Regions from separate parts of the Sus scrofa genome. Here regions 2, 3 and 4 are each linked to region 1. Evidence: chromatin contacts called from public Hi-C and HiChIP or PLAC-seq data. All regions are on one chromosome and are shown on one strand. The core of a region is the stretch at or near the end of the contact, and the rest is flanking DNA. Distances in the headings are between cores, read along the strand shown. Region 1 overlaps VGLL4 (transcription cofactor vestigial-like protein 4). Region 2 overlaps ATG7 (autophagy related 7). Region 3 holds the start of TAMM41 (phosphatidate cytidylyltransferase, mitochondrial). Region 4 overlaps TAMM41 (phosphatidate cytidylyltransferase, mitochondrial).

What was found. Hi-C and Micro-C count contacts between places; a contact is called where the count stands out from the background. HiChIP or PLAC-seq counts read pairs in DNA pulled down with a chosen protein or histone mark.
Region 2: a contact with region 1 is called in an H3K27ac HiChIP or PLAC-seq map of alveolar macrophages. The contact joins two enhancer-like sites. A contact is called at or near these places in 3 of 47 Hi-C or Micro-C datasets (embryonic fibroblasts, mesenchymal stem cells and skeletal muscle) and 1 of 2 datasets of contacts at active chromatin or transcription factors (alveolar macrophages).
Region 3: an H3K27ac HiChIP or PLAC-seq map of alveolar macrophages shows a contact between it and region 1. The contact joins the promoter of TAMM41 here to the enhancer-like site in region 1. A contact is called at or near these places in 20 of 47 Hi-C or Micro-C datasets (brain, embryonic fibroblasts, fetal heart ventricle and 10 more) and 2 of 2 datasets of contacts at active chromatin or transcription factors (alveolar macrophages and skeletal muscle).
Region 4: a contact with region 1 is called in a Hi-C map of alveolar macrophages, with 2.5 times the contacts expected there. The contact joins two enhancer-like sites. A contact is called at or near these places in 22 of 47 Hi-C or Micro-C datasets (alveolar macrophages, brain, embryonic fibroblasts and 12 more) and 1 of 2 datasets of contacts at active chromatin or transcription factors (skeletal muscle).

What each region holds. Positions count from the first base shown.
Region 1 is chr13:67,796,522-67,799,903 of Sscrofa11.1, forward strand. The region is part of intron 2 of VGLL4 (transcription cofactor vestigial-like protein 4); the gene reads right to left. Among named protein-coding and RNA genes, the nearest start is that of VGLL4, 75 kb to the right of the region's middle. Within about 2 kb of position 1,505, at least 3 of the 83 cell types and tissues checked have an H3K27ac peak or open chromatin away from gene starts, as enhancers often do. A contact at or near this core is called in alveolar macrophages, where this site is marked.
Region 2 is chr13:67,609,396-67,612,777 of Sscrofa11.1, forward strand. The region is part of intron 19 of ATG7 (autophagy related 7); the gene reads left to right. Among named protein-coding and RNA genes, the nearest start is that of ATG7, 190 kb to the left of the region's middle. Within about 2 kb of position 1,671, at least 21 of the 83 cell types and tissues checked have an H3K27ac peak or open chromatin away from gene starts, as enhancers often do. A contact at or near this core is called in alveolar macrophages, where this site is marked.
Region 3 is chr13:67,981,709-67,985,090 of Sscrofa11.1, forward strand. It overlaps TAMM41 (phosphatidate cytidylyltransferase, mitochondrial), which reads right to left and starts at 1,818. Exons shown (of 8, transcript XM_003132370.4): 1 at 1,393-1,818. The coding sequence starts at 1,527.
Region 4 is chr13:67,957,426-67,960,807 of Sscrofa11.1, forward strand. All of the region lies in intron 4 of TAMM41 (phosphatidate cytidylyltransferase, mitochondrial), which reads right to left. Among named protein-coding and RNA genes, the nearest start is that of TAMM41, 24 kb to the right of the region's middle. Within about 2 kb of position 1,671, at least 3 of the 83 cell types and tissues checked have an H3K27ac peak or open chromatin away from gene starts, as enhancers often do. A contact at or near this core is called in alveolar macrophages, where this site is marked.

The sequences.
Region 1 (3,382 bases), core at 255-2,754:
TCTATTAACTCCAAGTTCCCAACCCATGTTTTTTTGCTTTTTTTAGAAATACAGAAGGAAGCGTTATCGGGGTCACTGAGCGTAGTTAGGAGATTTTAAAGAGAGAACAACTAAAGGCTGAGCAGGCAAAATAGCAGAGGAAAAGGTATTCAGGATCAAAATGATATGAAGCATGACTTTACTGAAGCAAAAGATTTCAGGGAGAGAAAGTAATAGAAAACATAACTGAAAAGACAGTTAAATATTAAATAAAGGTTGAGGACCAGGAATAAATCAGACAGAAATCAAACTTGACTCTATAGTAACACACTGTAGTAAAGAGTCCCATAGGTTCACTTTGGGGAAAGAGAGGGAGTAATATGATAAAAACAATGTTTGAAGATCAGTCCAAGATGCAAAATAAGTTGTGAGAGAAAGAAGCAAAAGAAAAAGGAAGCGAAAGTCACAACCAATTCATCCAACTCCACTTTCAGTTTTCAAAATTAAATTAGCAGTACCTGATAAAAGGAATTGTGTTGTTGCACATGATAAAGAACTTGGACAGCTCGATTACTACACATTATTTCTTTACATACTATTTCTGAGAGCAGCAATATGATGTATTTAACTTCTCAATGCTGAACCCAATGTAGAATACATTTGCCATTTCTTCTTCCACTTCAAGTATAAATTCCAACCAGTTTCAAAAAGCATTACCTCTTCTTTCCAAAGATCAGCATTCTCATCTATTAAATAAAGGAGATGGACCAAAAGTGCCCTTTTCAAGTCTAAGACTCTGTGTCTAGTTTAACCTCAGAACTGGTGGGAATGGTAGCTGAGAGTATCTGGGAACAGAGAGAGCTGGGGACCTGGGATTGAGTAACTGAGGCTGTGTTTAACGGGTTACTAATGACACCTGAGCACAAAGCAACTGAATCACACTGGATAAAACTTCCTGAACATTATTTCAGAGGTCCTCCACTTAGGAACCTGTACTCCCCAGTTATTTATCTTGAATGGGGGATCCCTAACAGCTACAGTAACTATAAGATACATAGATACATGAGTAACTTGCTATATAAAAAGTAAAAACTCACCCAGAATACCATCATTTTTTTCCCCTTCTTTTCTTTTTCTTTTCTTTTCTTTTTTTTTTTTTTTTCTTCTTCTTTTTTAACAGCTGTACCTGCAGCATATGGAAGTTTCCAGGCTAGGGGTCGAACTGGAACTGTAGCTGTGACCTGTGCCACAGTCTTGGCAACGCTGGATCCAAGTTGCATCTGTGACCTTCACCACTGCTTACAGCAACACTGGATCTTTTACCCACTGGGTGAGGCCAGAAATCGAACCTGCATCCTCACAGAGACAACATCAGGTCCTTAAAACCTGCTGAGCCACAACAGGGAACTCCACTATCATCTTAATGCATAAATGGTTTCTGTTTTTTATTGAGTTAGTTCCCCTCTATTTCTTTACAATAAGAAAATGTGACTCATACATGCAAATGGTGTATTACTCAGCCTTTAAAAAGAAAGAAATCCTCCCATATGCAACGGCATGGGTGAGCCTGGAGGACATTACGATAAATGAAGTAAGCCAGTCACAGGATAAATACTGCATGATTATCTTAGATAGGAATCTAAACAGTCAGATTCATGGAAACAGCAGGATGATGGTCATGAGGGGCTGGGTGCAACGGGAGTTGCTGTTCAACAGGATGAAGTTTGAGCTAGCAAGATAAATATGTTCTAGAGCTCTGCTGTATAGTACTGTACCTACATTTAATAATACTGTAGTGTGCACTTAAAATCTGTTAAGAGGGTAGATGATTTCACATTAATTGTTCTCACCAAAATTTTTAAAACACCAATAACATATATTGAAGAACATCATTCACTATCATATGTTTTGTTTCTATACACATTGCTGTGATAAAATCATCTAATCAATACAGCATTTGGATCAATTACAGAAATCATCTTTAATATTCAGCTTCTCAGTATTTTTTACCATCAACTTTTTAGACATTGTGAACTTTCATTGTTACCTAATTAATGCAATGATAGATTTCTGACACTGAGATATTCTCTTCTGTAAATCTTTATCTGCACATAAAGATATGTATTTTTCAAATTTTTTTAGGCGTTCCCATCATGGCGCAGCAGAAACGAATCTGACTAGGAACCATGAGGTTTCAGGTTCCATCCCTGGCCTTGCTCAGTGGGTTAAGGATCCAGCATTGCCTTGAGTTATGGTGTAGGTCGCAGACACGGCTTGGATCTGGCGTTGCTGTGGCTCTGGCGTAGGCTGGCAGCAACAGCTCCAATTAGACCCCTAGCCTGGGAACCTCCATATGCCACGGGAGTGGCCCTAAAAAGGACAAAAGACAAAAAAAAAAAAATTTAAAAGACGTTTTTGGAGGAGTTCCCATCAATGGCGCAGCAGAAACGAATCTGACTAGAAACTATGAAGTGGCAGGTTTGATCCCTGGCCTCGCTCAGGAGGTTAAGGATCCAGCGCTGCCATAAGCTGTGGTGTATGTCGCAGACACAGCTCGGATCTGGTGCTGCTGTGGCCAGCAGCTGTAGCTCCAATTAGACCCCTAGCCTGGGAATCTCCATATGCCTTGGGTGTGGCCCTAAAAAGGCAACAACAACAAAAAAAAAAAAAAAAAAAAAAAGAGAGAGAGAGAGAGAGAGAGAAGAATGTTTACAGCCCTGGGATGCAACCCAGGCTCAGTAAGTAACTGTGTCATCGCAGAATGCAGCGGCAGAGCCAACAGAAGTTTCAATAGAAAAGCATTTAAATTTTTTAAACTAAATAACAGGGAGTTCCCATCATGACTCAGTGGTCACAAACCCAACTAGTATTCATGAAGACACAGGTTTGATCCCTGGCCCTGCTCTGTGGGTTAAGGATCTGTCACTGCTGTGAACTGTGGCGTAGGTCACAAATGCAGCTCACATCCCATGTTGCTATGGCCGTGGCATAGGCGGGCAGCTACAGCTCTGATTCCACCCCTAGCCTGGAAACGTCCATATGCCCTGGGTGTGGCTCCAAAAAGACAAAAATTAAATTAATTAATTAATTAAATGACAGGAAATAGACTTTTGTGGCGAAGCATTTGATTTGAGCACTTCACTAGGCAATGTATAAAATTCTAACATTTCAGAACTTAAAGGGATCTAGGGCTTGTCTCACCCTCCTACACTGCTGGCAGGAATATAAATTGGTACAACCACTATGGAAAACAGTATGGCAGCTCCTCAGAAAACTAAAAACTGAACTAGAGTAGAATCCAGCAATCCCACTTCTGGGCATATATCCTGAGAAAACCATAATTCGAAAAGATAACATGAACCCAAAGGTTCACTGCAACACTATTTACAATAGCCAGGACATC
Region 2 (3,382 bases), core at 421-2,920, 190 kb before region 1:
GAGGGATGAGTAAGTGGTTTAGGTGACAAGAGCAGGTTAAAAGACAACAGGCTTAATATGCGTGTTTTTTTTTTTAATTACGTATTCACTAAAGCTTCCCTAACTGACTTAGCCTTCCCTTGACCCTCCTGTGCATCCCCTTGTTAGAGCATGACCTGATGCCCACAGGATGCTTGCGCTCCCAGTCAGTAGCTGGTTTCTGGGATGCACCTGCACATTTTTGCTCCTACCCATTGAGGCCTAAGCTTTCCAAGAGTCATTAGTGTTTCTTGCCAGACCTGGAAATGCCAGATGGACTTACTGTTGTCCATTTAAATAAATAGCCCCCAAACAAAAAAAACAAAAAGAAAGTTAATTATGTGAAAATCAAGTTCAGTCTGAGAATATCTGACTATGGTAGTAGCTAGCGGCCGTGACTCTGCCGAGGTGGGGAGAGGGCTTTTACCTTTTATTCCAGAATATATTCTGGAGTCTAATCTCCTCTGTACACATTCAAGGTTAACTTGCTGTGTAACCTTGGCAAGTGGTGAACTCTCCCTGAGACTTAGCCCCTTTACTGTAAAATGGAAATATTAACAGCCTTCTAGGAGAATTCTAACCATCAAATAAAATAATGTGTTCATAATACCTAACACACTTTCTGGCACATAAGCACTAAAACAGGGGGCAGCTGTCATCATCATCATTATTATAATTATAATTAATCACAACTTGGGGTGAGACATATATTTATACTGTTTCATATTGCTCCTGTTAAATAGTATAATGAGAATGTCATTTCCACTCAGGAATTTAATAAACTTATTTCTTTTAATAACAGAGAGAAGTGATTGTTTGACCATAGATATTAATCATTTTTTATCAAATCAATTTCTGAAAAACCAAATCTATCCTTTAAATGTAAAAGGCTCCCTCCATGAAAACATGGTTTGCTGAGCTGAGACCATGGTACAGTCTCCTCCCCTAATATGTTTGGCTTTTGTAAAAGTTAAAAAGCCAAGGAAAGAAGTAGAGGAGATAATTGGAAAGTTTCCAGGTAGCTTTCAGGAGGCTTTAAGTACATCAGAAGCCCTGTTGGATCTATTCATAGCTTTGTTTTCTGGACCAGTATTCTAGAAGTTGCCACATTCTTTTCATTTGTGTCTTTCACAGAGGGCAGTAAAATTTAGTTCTAATTATATTTAGGGCATCTGGATTCTAGTCAGCATTTCTGGCTCCTTTTTAGAACCTAAAGTCTGCGGCTTATTCCTAATGTGGAAAATGGAATAATCCCCCAGGCCTGGGAAGAAGAACTCCAACATGCAGGCTGCTGTTACTATAGCGAGACTCCGCTACAGACATCACAAGACTTGTTATACAAGGAAACATGATTACAGTGGATTAGAGAAACTTGCCAGGGCCTTGAAGGATTTATTACTTTTTGAATTCTGAATGAGACATAAATATGCTTTTCCCCTTTTAATTTTGGACCCCATACGGAGAAGGTGAAAAAAATTCTTCAACAAATTCTAGAATGCTTAGCTGCTAGAGCTCGGTGGGTATTGTGTCCAAGTCATATTGCAAAGGGCATGGATACTTGCTTGGCAGAGACGCAAAACAGGCACTCCTTTCTGTCTGCACTGCCAAGTTCGTTACTGCCCTGTCTCCCAGTGGGAGAAAAATGTAGCTCCTTGGGGAGTCTTCTGGAAGGCAGCGTGGTGTAATGGAAAAAGCAGTGCACTCAGAGGCATGAGGCCTGGATTGCAGCTTCCACACTTAAAAGCTCCATGATTTCAACAGGTTACACCCTCTGAGCCTTAGTGCCCTTTTATGAAAGGGTAATTCCCATCTCAGAGGGTGGCTTTAACTTTTAACGTATGTTAAATATCACGAATAGAATCTCAAAAGTTAGTTGCATTAGCATTAAAATAGAAACCTGTGGTACACTCAGGTGAATTTGTAGATCTCAAATTCTGCCAATGCCCTAAAAGGAGGGACTTTTAAAAATAAAGATGGTCTCTCACCTTATCTGTTCTGTAGATTTTTTTGGTTTCTCTGGAGACTGACCAGATCGCGTAAGGGTAATAGTTACGAACCACATAGGAATCAGACCTGAGTTTAAGTTCCTGCGTACTAGCTGCGAAGCCGTGATAATTCACCTAGCTTCTGTTATCCTCAATTTCCTCATCTGTAAATCGGATATAACAGTAGTGCCTCAGGCATTCCCTATCACTTTACCTTGTTTTATTTTCTGTGTGGGACTTAATCACTATCTGAAATTGTCTTTATTTTCTGTCTCCCACTCCAGCTCCCACTTAAATATATTCCCCTTAAGGGCAAAGCATTTATGACATCTTGTTTACCATTTTATATGTCTTGCCAAAGGTAGTGAGTGACTGGTACCTTATCGTTATTTATTCTTCTGGCCTTTCACTTCTATTTTTAAAACTTCCCCTCCCAGTGTCATGGCTAAATTTATATACAGTAGCTGAGTTAGAAAGTGGGCAGAGTTGTTCTCTGTTTGGAAATGCCTGTGTTCTTACAGTTGAGTTTCTATTTCCTGAAGATGCTTACTCAGCCTTGGATGGCACAGTTTGACTTGTGACATCAGAAGATTGACAGGCAGAAGTCTGACTCAGGGATCCAGCTAGGAAAGAGCATGACTTTCAGCCCAGCTCGCCCTTTGAGGGATGGCTGGGCAGGGCTCAAAAAGGTCTTGGATTTCAATTTATCTAGGAAGGTATTTAGCAAATTATTTTTAACCATTTGGATTTGGTACAGATCACCCTAGGAATCTGCAGCCTCTGCATAAGTGAGGAATGAGGTGGGAGGACAGAGCGGAGCTGAGGTGGAGGGCAGGCTTTCCCTGGAGATGGGCATCTTTCTCCAGGGCCTGGACTGCACTTGCCCCTCTCCACCCAGACCCCCAGAGCATCCTCTTTCACTTTTACCTACTCAACACCTTGGAAACCACAGAGATTCCAGGGTTTTACACAGCCACTCAGAGTGAGGCACTGCGGACGGGTTATGTTTGGGCTCTGCGTTCGTCATTCATTAACCCTCTCCCTGCGAAGAGTTCATAGCAACCACCTGTATCATGGAGAAAACTGAGCCCTAAGAAGAGGAACTCTTGACTCTCCTACCTAATTCTTTCAAGCCCCGTGAACTGGTTCCTCTAAATTCCTATGGAACCAAGGTGAGCTCAGAGGGTAGGGTGAGGATGGTTCCTGAACACCCAGGGCTTGTATACAAAAGGGTGCATGTGTGTGTTTTATGGGGGAGGATTTGTGTCATTGAATTCTCAAGAGATATATTTTGTCTAAAATATATTAGGTCCACTGCCCAAGGTGGACTCTGCAGCTTTGCCTCCCGGCTCTCCAAGCTCTCTGTGGTTGGATTGAGG
Region 3 (3,382 bases), core at 568-3,067, 190 kb after region 1:
CCACACTTGTTAACCTGTAGGTAACTCAGGCAAGGGAAAAGGAAGGCCCTTTTCTGGGCAGGAATTGCAGGTCTGCTCAAAGGAAAGTCTTCACCGGCAGATGAAGAGGTGGCTCTGGAATCAGGAGGCCTGCTCTGAGTTTCCCCCGATCTGATTCACAAACCAGTGGTGATACTTGAAACTTGGGATGGACATGTTCTCAAACACTTTACAATTATGTGAATGTATGTTAGAAAAAATAACTAGCCTACTATAACCTATAGTTTCTCATATGCCCTCAAGCTAAAGAAAAGTCTTACTTAAATACCATTATAGGTAGGAAACTGGAAATCCAAGCAACGGCATAGGTAGGAAGTGAACCCGCAAAGGTTAACAAAGACTACAGCCAAGTGTCCAAATCCAGAAGACCCTCCTGCAAACTGCACACTACCATTTCCTTTGTTTATTCAAGATGACAAAACTGTTAGGCTGGGCCTGAACTACACCTAGCAAAAACCCAGTCCAGAACACGAGTTGCACACACAGAGAACATCTCTACCGGGACTCGTGTTCCTTTTATGTTAATTCAGTAAAAGCTCAAAAGCCTCTGAAAACCTCAGCAGGCAAATAACAGCCTCACTTAAGTGGAAAATATTTGCCTGCCTCTATGCTACTTGGCCTTGAATCTTCTCAGTGAACTTTTTTTCTTTTTTTTCCATTTACAGAAAAAGAAATCTACAATCTTAAGAAACACTGTACCCTCAACTGCTGTTGTGCTCAGTCAGCTTTGAAGAATAACAATGTCTAATCCTAAACACTCTCGCTAAAAGTCCTGAGGCTGGGCGAACAAACTGGCCACTAACTCTTGCTGTAGTTAGTCACTGCACCTGCCCTGACCCTCCATTCAGCCCACCAGCTTCCTAAAGTCCAGAGAAGTATTTAGTATTTTCTCTTTACAGACAGAGACGTGACTCTCAAGCTTGGCTGCGTATTAGAATCACCTGGGAAGTTTTAAAAAATTCCTGAAGCCCAGGGCTTGACCCAGACCAATTAAATCTGAAATCTCCGTAAATGGTACCCAGAACATCAGCATTTTTTTAAAGCTTCCCAGAAAACTCTAATGTTCACGCAAGCGTGAGAACACTGGCAAATACTTATTTTCCTTTCTTCCATCCTGCCCCGGCACCAGCTTTTCCCTCCGCTAACTGCAGCTCCTGCTCTAGACCGAAGTGGACTCCTACGGAACCTTCAAAACTCGGCTCACGCTGTCTTTCTACCAGAAGCACTTTCGTACGATTTGTATTTCGCTAGTTGGTGCGTGGAATGCGCAGAGCAGACAGGAGAGCTCTTAGAGGGACTGAAGGCAAAGGAAAGTAGTGAGAATATTCTGGCGTGGGGCTGGCCCGGGCTCACCTTCTGGTCTGAGCTGGGCCCCGCCTGGCGGTACACTCCAGAACCGTAGGCGAAAGCCAGGCTCAGCTCTTCGGGGAAGTGAGACAGGATCTTGCGGAAGGTCACCCCGGAGCTTTGCAACGCCTGCAGCGCCATGGGGCCGGGGCTCAGCGACAGGGACCCTTGGCGGGGAGGGGAGCGAAGGACAGCAGGGCGAGGAACTGATACCCGCTAAGGGTGGGAGATGGAAGTCGAGGACTGGTCAGAACAGGAGAAGGCTGAGGCCGGGGGCAGGAAGTGGCGTGGCCGGCAGGGACTCGCGGGGGTACTCCAGTCCCGGAGCAGGCTGGAAAGCACCTACTAGAGAACCAGGTGGGCGCTGGCCCAGCCGGTCCAGCGGCCACGTGGGCCACGCCTCCCCCACGCACACGTGCTCCATCTTGGGATGGCGCAAGAGCGGACACCTGCCAGTGGATGGCGACGCGAAGCCTTCGCAGAGACCCCTGGTGGCGGGAGGAGCGGGCTGCAGGCTGGCCGCCTGGGATTTGTCTTGGGTAGGGAAGAGTGACAGCTGATTGAACGGTTTTTGAGCCTTAAAAGTACTTTTTTGTTCTTGCCTCAAACCACATTTAAAATATGGGTATAAGGTCATGGTGTAGCGTTTAAAAAGGTCTTTTTGATGGGGTGAAATGCACATAACATAAAAACATATGCTTTACAATTCAGTGGCATTTAGTACATTTACAGTGTTGTGCAACCATGGTTCATCCAGCTCCAAAACTGCAACATTTTCAAAGCTTAGGAAAACACAAATAAGATTAAAATCATGCCCAATCCCACCATCCAGATATTATCACTGTTAAGATTTGGTTGTGCTTTCTGCCCATTAAAGCCCTCCTTCAAACACGATAACAGGCATGAAAGTGCTCCATAAATGGTAAAAATCAAACAAAAAACTGCACCAAGGGTCTCTGATGTTTGTATTGAATTTTAATGGGGTGGAGAGCCTTTGGTCCTTTGCCTTGTGGATTGGACTCACAAAAGGGCATATTAAATGCAGTTTCTGGTGGAAACAGGATCCCAGGTGAGAGCTTGCCTCTTTGTGTACAATTAGAGAAACTTGCTCGGGGCCACAGGGCCATTCAGGATGTAGTATGACCTCCCGGACAGAGACTTTTCAGATATCCTTTCCTTCTTCCCTGATGTACATGGCCTCTCAACCATAACAGAGTAGTAATAGCTAAATTTGGGTAATGTTGAACCATTTCCCAGGCATTTTTTCATGGGTTCCCTCTGCTGCCTTGTGGAAGGAGGTGATTGCCTTCATTTTACAGATGAAGAAGCTAAGTGTTGGATAAAACAATGTGCTTGGGATCACATCAGCCTGTGGCAAATCTGGAATGAAAATGCTGGCTCCACATCTTAGAATTCTACTCTGTCCTTGAACAGTTTTGAGCAGGAAGCTGTCAAGGCTCAAAGGTTGGCTCGGATCAGAGTGGGGAAAGAAGAGGCAGGGACCAGTTAGGAAGCCGTTACCATAGTTTCACTGTGAATTAAATTGCCTGGCCTGGGGTGATAGAGGCAGGACTGGGATTAATTCAATTGAAAAATGATTATTGGAATTCAAACTCTGGATAAGTGCTGAGGATTTGAGATGACTAGAACAAGGCTGCTCCTGGCAGGCTCGTAGGAGACAGACAAGCAAACCCAGCATGTAATGTGCAGTGATAAAGCTGGACACCCAGTGCCCTGCAGGACCTGTCATGAGGGCAGTCAATCAGCTCTGGCTGTGCAGGGAGAGACCAGAGGAGATTTTGCAGGTATGTCATCTGAGCCAGACCTTGAAGGATGGGTAGGAATTTATCAAGCAGAAGATAGATGGGAGATATTGCCAAGGAAGGATAAGATAATAATAATAGGAAGGAAGGAAGGAAAAGCTTGAGACTAGAAAATAAACACTTGCCTCCTTAACCCACTGGGCGAGGCCAGGTATTGAACCCATGTCCTCATG
Region 4 (3,382 bases), core at 421-2,920, 160 kb after region 1:
CCAGGATGCAAAAGCACAAAAAGGAAACATCATGAAAAAAACGGAAAAATAAGACAAAAGGATTACTTAAAAAACGATTAGGTTTACTCTAATAAGATAGACATTTTATTGTTGGCTTTAAAAAAAAAAATTTATGGCTGCACCTGTGGCATGTAAGTTCTCAGGCCAGGGATTGAACCAAGCTGTGGCTGCGGCAACACTGGATCCTTTAACCTACTGCACTGGGCCAGGAATCGAACCTGCACCTCCACATTGACTCGAACTGCTGCAGTTGGATTCTTGCCCTGTTATACCAGGGCCGGAACTCCTATTGTGGGCTTTTTAAAGGCGTGTGCTTCACATCCGCTCTCTCATTGAGTCTGGCAAAGCCTCATAAAGAAGGTGCTGATTATTCTCAGTTTCACAGGTGAGGAGAATAGATGGTGGTACAAGCACAGCCTGCCCAAGGCCCAGCCACTTCTCAGGACCAGGGTAGGGACATTTCAGGCACTAGCTTTATGTCATTTCTTCTCCATGTCCCTCACTTCTGCAGGGCTGGCATACTACTAGCAGGTTTTTTTTTTTTGTTTTTTGTTTTTTTGTTTTTGTCTCGTAAGGGCCACACCTGCAGTATATGGAAGTTCCCAGGCTAGGGCTTGAATCGGAGCTGTAGCCACTGGCCTACACCACAGCCACAGCAAAGTGGGATCCAAGACACATCTGTGACCTACACCACAGCTTGTGGCAATGCCAGATCCTTAACCCACTAAGCAAGGTCAGGAATCGAACTTTCATCCTCATGGATCCTAGTTGGGTTCATTACCACTGAGGAGCTCCTACTTCTAGCATTTTAAAATAGATTCACAGATGCACAGACACGTTTCAGCAAACATGAATGGAGAGGCAACTGGGTCACTTTCAATTGTGTAAATGCTTATACTTTTATTCAAGCCTACCAAAGCTTTCTGTTAATCTCTGAAAGGTGGAATGGCATCAAACTCTGAATCTAACACCACTGGCTTGGAAATGAAAGATCAGTTTGCATCACTGTTGCCTCCTAAAAATCTGTGCCATTTCTTCTTGTTCTGTAGGTTCAACCAAGAAAAAGCTCTTATATTTTAAGACATAACCTTCTGAGAGAGGGACTGTATTCCACCAGCAGGTAAAAGCAAACACATGCAAATGCTCCCAAAAGAACAAGTGCCATGATTCAAGGACCTGGAAATACCATGGACTTACTGAGAACAGGGATGGAAGCTTATGCATTCCTGAGTCCCCTGGGCGCCACCTGGCACATGGAGGCGCATCAATAAACATCTGCAGAATTGAATCTCTCCAACTCCTGTGCAACCAGCTCAGCCACAGGAAGAGCAAGCACATGGGCTTATGACCTGCTGCTTCAGAACAAAATGAATAAAATCGTGGGCACAGCGTGAACCAGCATCTGATCCTAGGAATCAATTTTTCTTACCTCTAGAGATATGCTTGCAACAAAACACAGGGATTGAGAAAAACCGACTGTTGACTTTCATTATGTGCCTCTACTGCTGGGTTTAACTCTTAACTGCTCAAGCCAGAGAAGTGCCAGTCTAACCCAAAGCTTAACCAAAGGGCTTCTCGATTGTACATGAGACAAAGTCACAGGCTTGTGACTCACAGGCTGGCTCCATGATTTCAGCACAGCCCCAGTGACTGCGGACCTGATCACGAAAGTAGAGGTCTGAGTGGAAAGGCCCCAGCTTTCCAGGCCGGCAATGTCCCAGTGAGGCTAGAGTTGTTACCTAACCTCACTGAGTCACTTTCCTTCTCTGCAAAATGGCCATGACAGTCACACTAACCTCGTCAAGTGGCTTGTAGGTTGAAATGACTAAGGTATGAGAGATGATCCTGCATTAGGATCTGTACATGGGGAGGGCAGGATGGAGGGTACCTGCCATACTGCTGCCATTTCAGTTTAATAAACATCTGGGTGGCTACTAAGTGCCAGGAACTGGGCTGGACTCTGGAGATATAGACACAGGTCCTACCTTGGGCACAGGAGACAACTGACGAGAAGGCACAGCCCTTTGGTGCAGGTCATGGTGTGAGACTTGCTCCAAGAAGCGCTCAAGACAGGAGCCCAAATCAGACACTGACATGGCAAAATCATATTCATCTTAAAGATTTTTGAGATATAAATCATATACCATATAATTCATCTATGTAAAGCACATAATTCCACATGTTTTAGTCTATTTACAGGGTTATGCAAACATCCAATTTTAGAATATTTCCTCCTCCCTACAAGCAACCCTGTGCTGTTAGCAGCCACTGTGCCCCCACCCTCCCACCCGCAGCCCCAGGCAAAGACTAATCTCTTTCTGTCTCTCTAGATCTGCCTCTTCTGGGGATTTTATTTAAGTGGAACTGTACAGCATATGGTCTCTTAGGACAAAGCACAATGTTTGCAAAGTTCAGCACGTTGTAGTACACATCAGCACTTATTCCTCTTTATGGAGGAATGATATTTCACTGAACAGATGTGCCATATTTTATTTATCCATCTCTCAGTTGATGGGCTTTGGGGCTGTTCCCGCTTATTATGAAGAATGCCATGGTTTTTGTGTGGATATATGCTCTCATTCTCTTGGGTAGATACCTAGGAGTAGAAGTGCTGAGTCATAGAGTAACTTTAATATTTTGAGCAACTGCTAAACTGTTTTTCCAAAGCAGCAGCACCACTTTACATCCCTACCAGCAATGTATGAGGGTTTCAATTTCTCCACATTCTTGTTAACACCTGCTCTCATTTGTTGTTTTGATTACAGCCATTGTAGTGGGTATGAAATGGTGTCTCTGTGGTAATGACTAACATTGAGCATTTTTTTTTAAATTTTAAAGTTTTTGTCTTTTTTAGGGCCTCACTCACAGGGTATGGAAATTCCTAGGCTAGGCCTCAAATGGAGCTGTAGCTGCTGGTTATGCCACAGCCACAACCACGCCAGATATGAGCCCCATCTGCAAACTACACTGCAGCTCACAGCAACGCCAGATCCTTTACCTGCTGAATGAGGCCAGGGATTGAATCTGTGTCCTCATGAATACTAGTCAGATTCGTTTCCACTGAGGCACGACGGGAACTCCTTTTTTAAGTATCTTCTCATGTGCTTTTTTGCTGTTTACTTTTTTTTTTGAAAGAAAATGCCTATCAAATCCTTTGCCCATTTCTGTATTGGGTTGTCTTTTTATTGCATTCTAAGAAGGCTTTGTATGTTCCGGATACTAGTCCCTTATTAGATATATGATTTGTAAATATTTTCTCCCATTTTGCTTGTCTTTTCACTTTCTTGTTAGTTTCGTTTGTAGCACAGAAGTTTAATTTTTCTACAGTCTCATTTTTCTACTTCTTTTGTTGTTTGTGCTT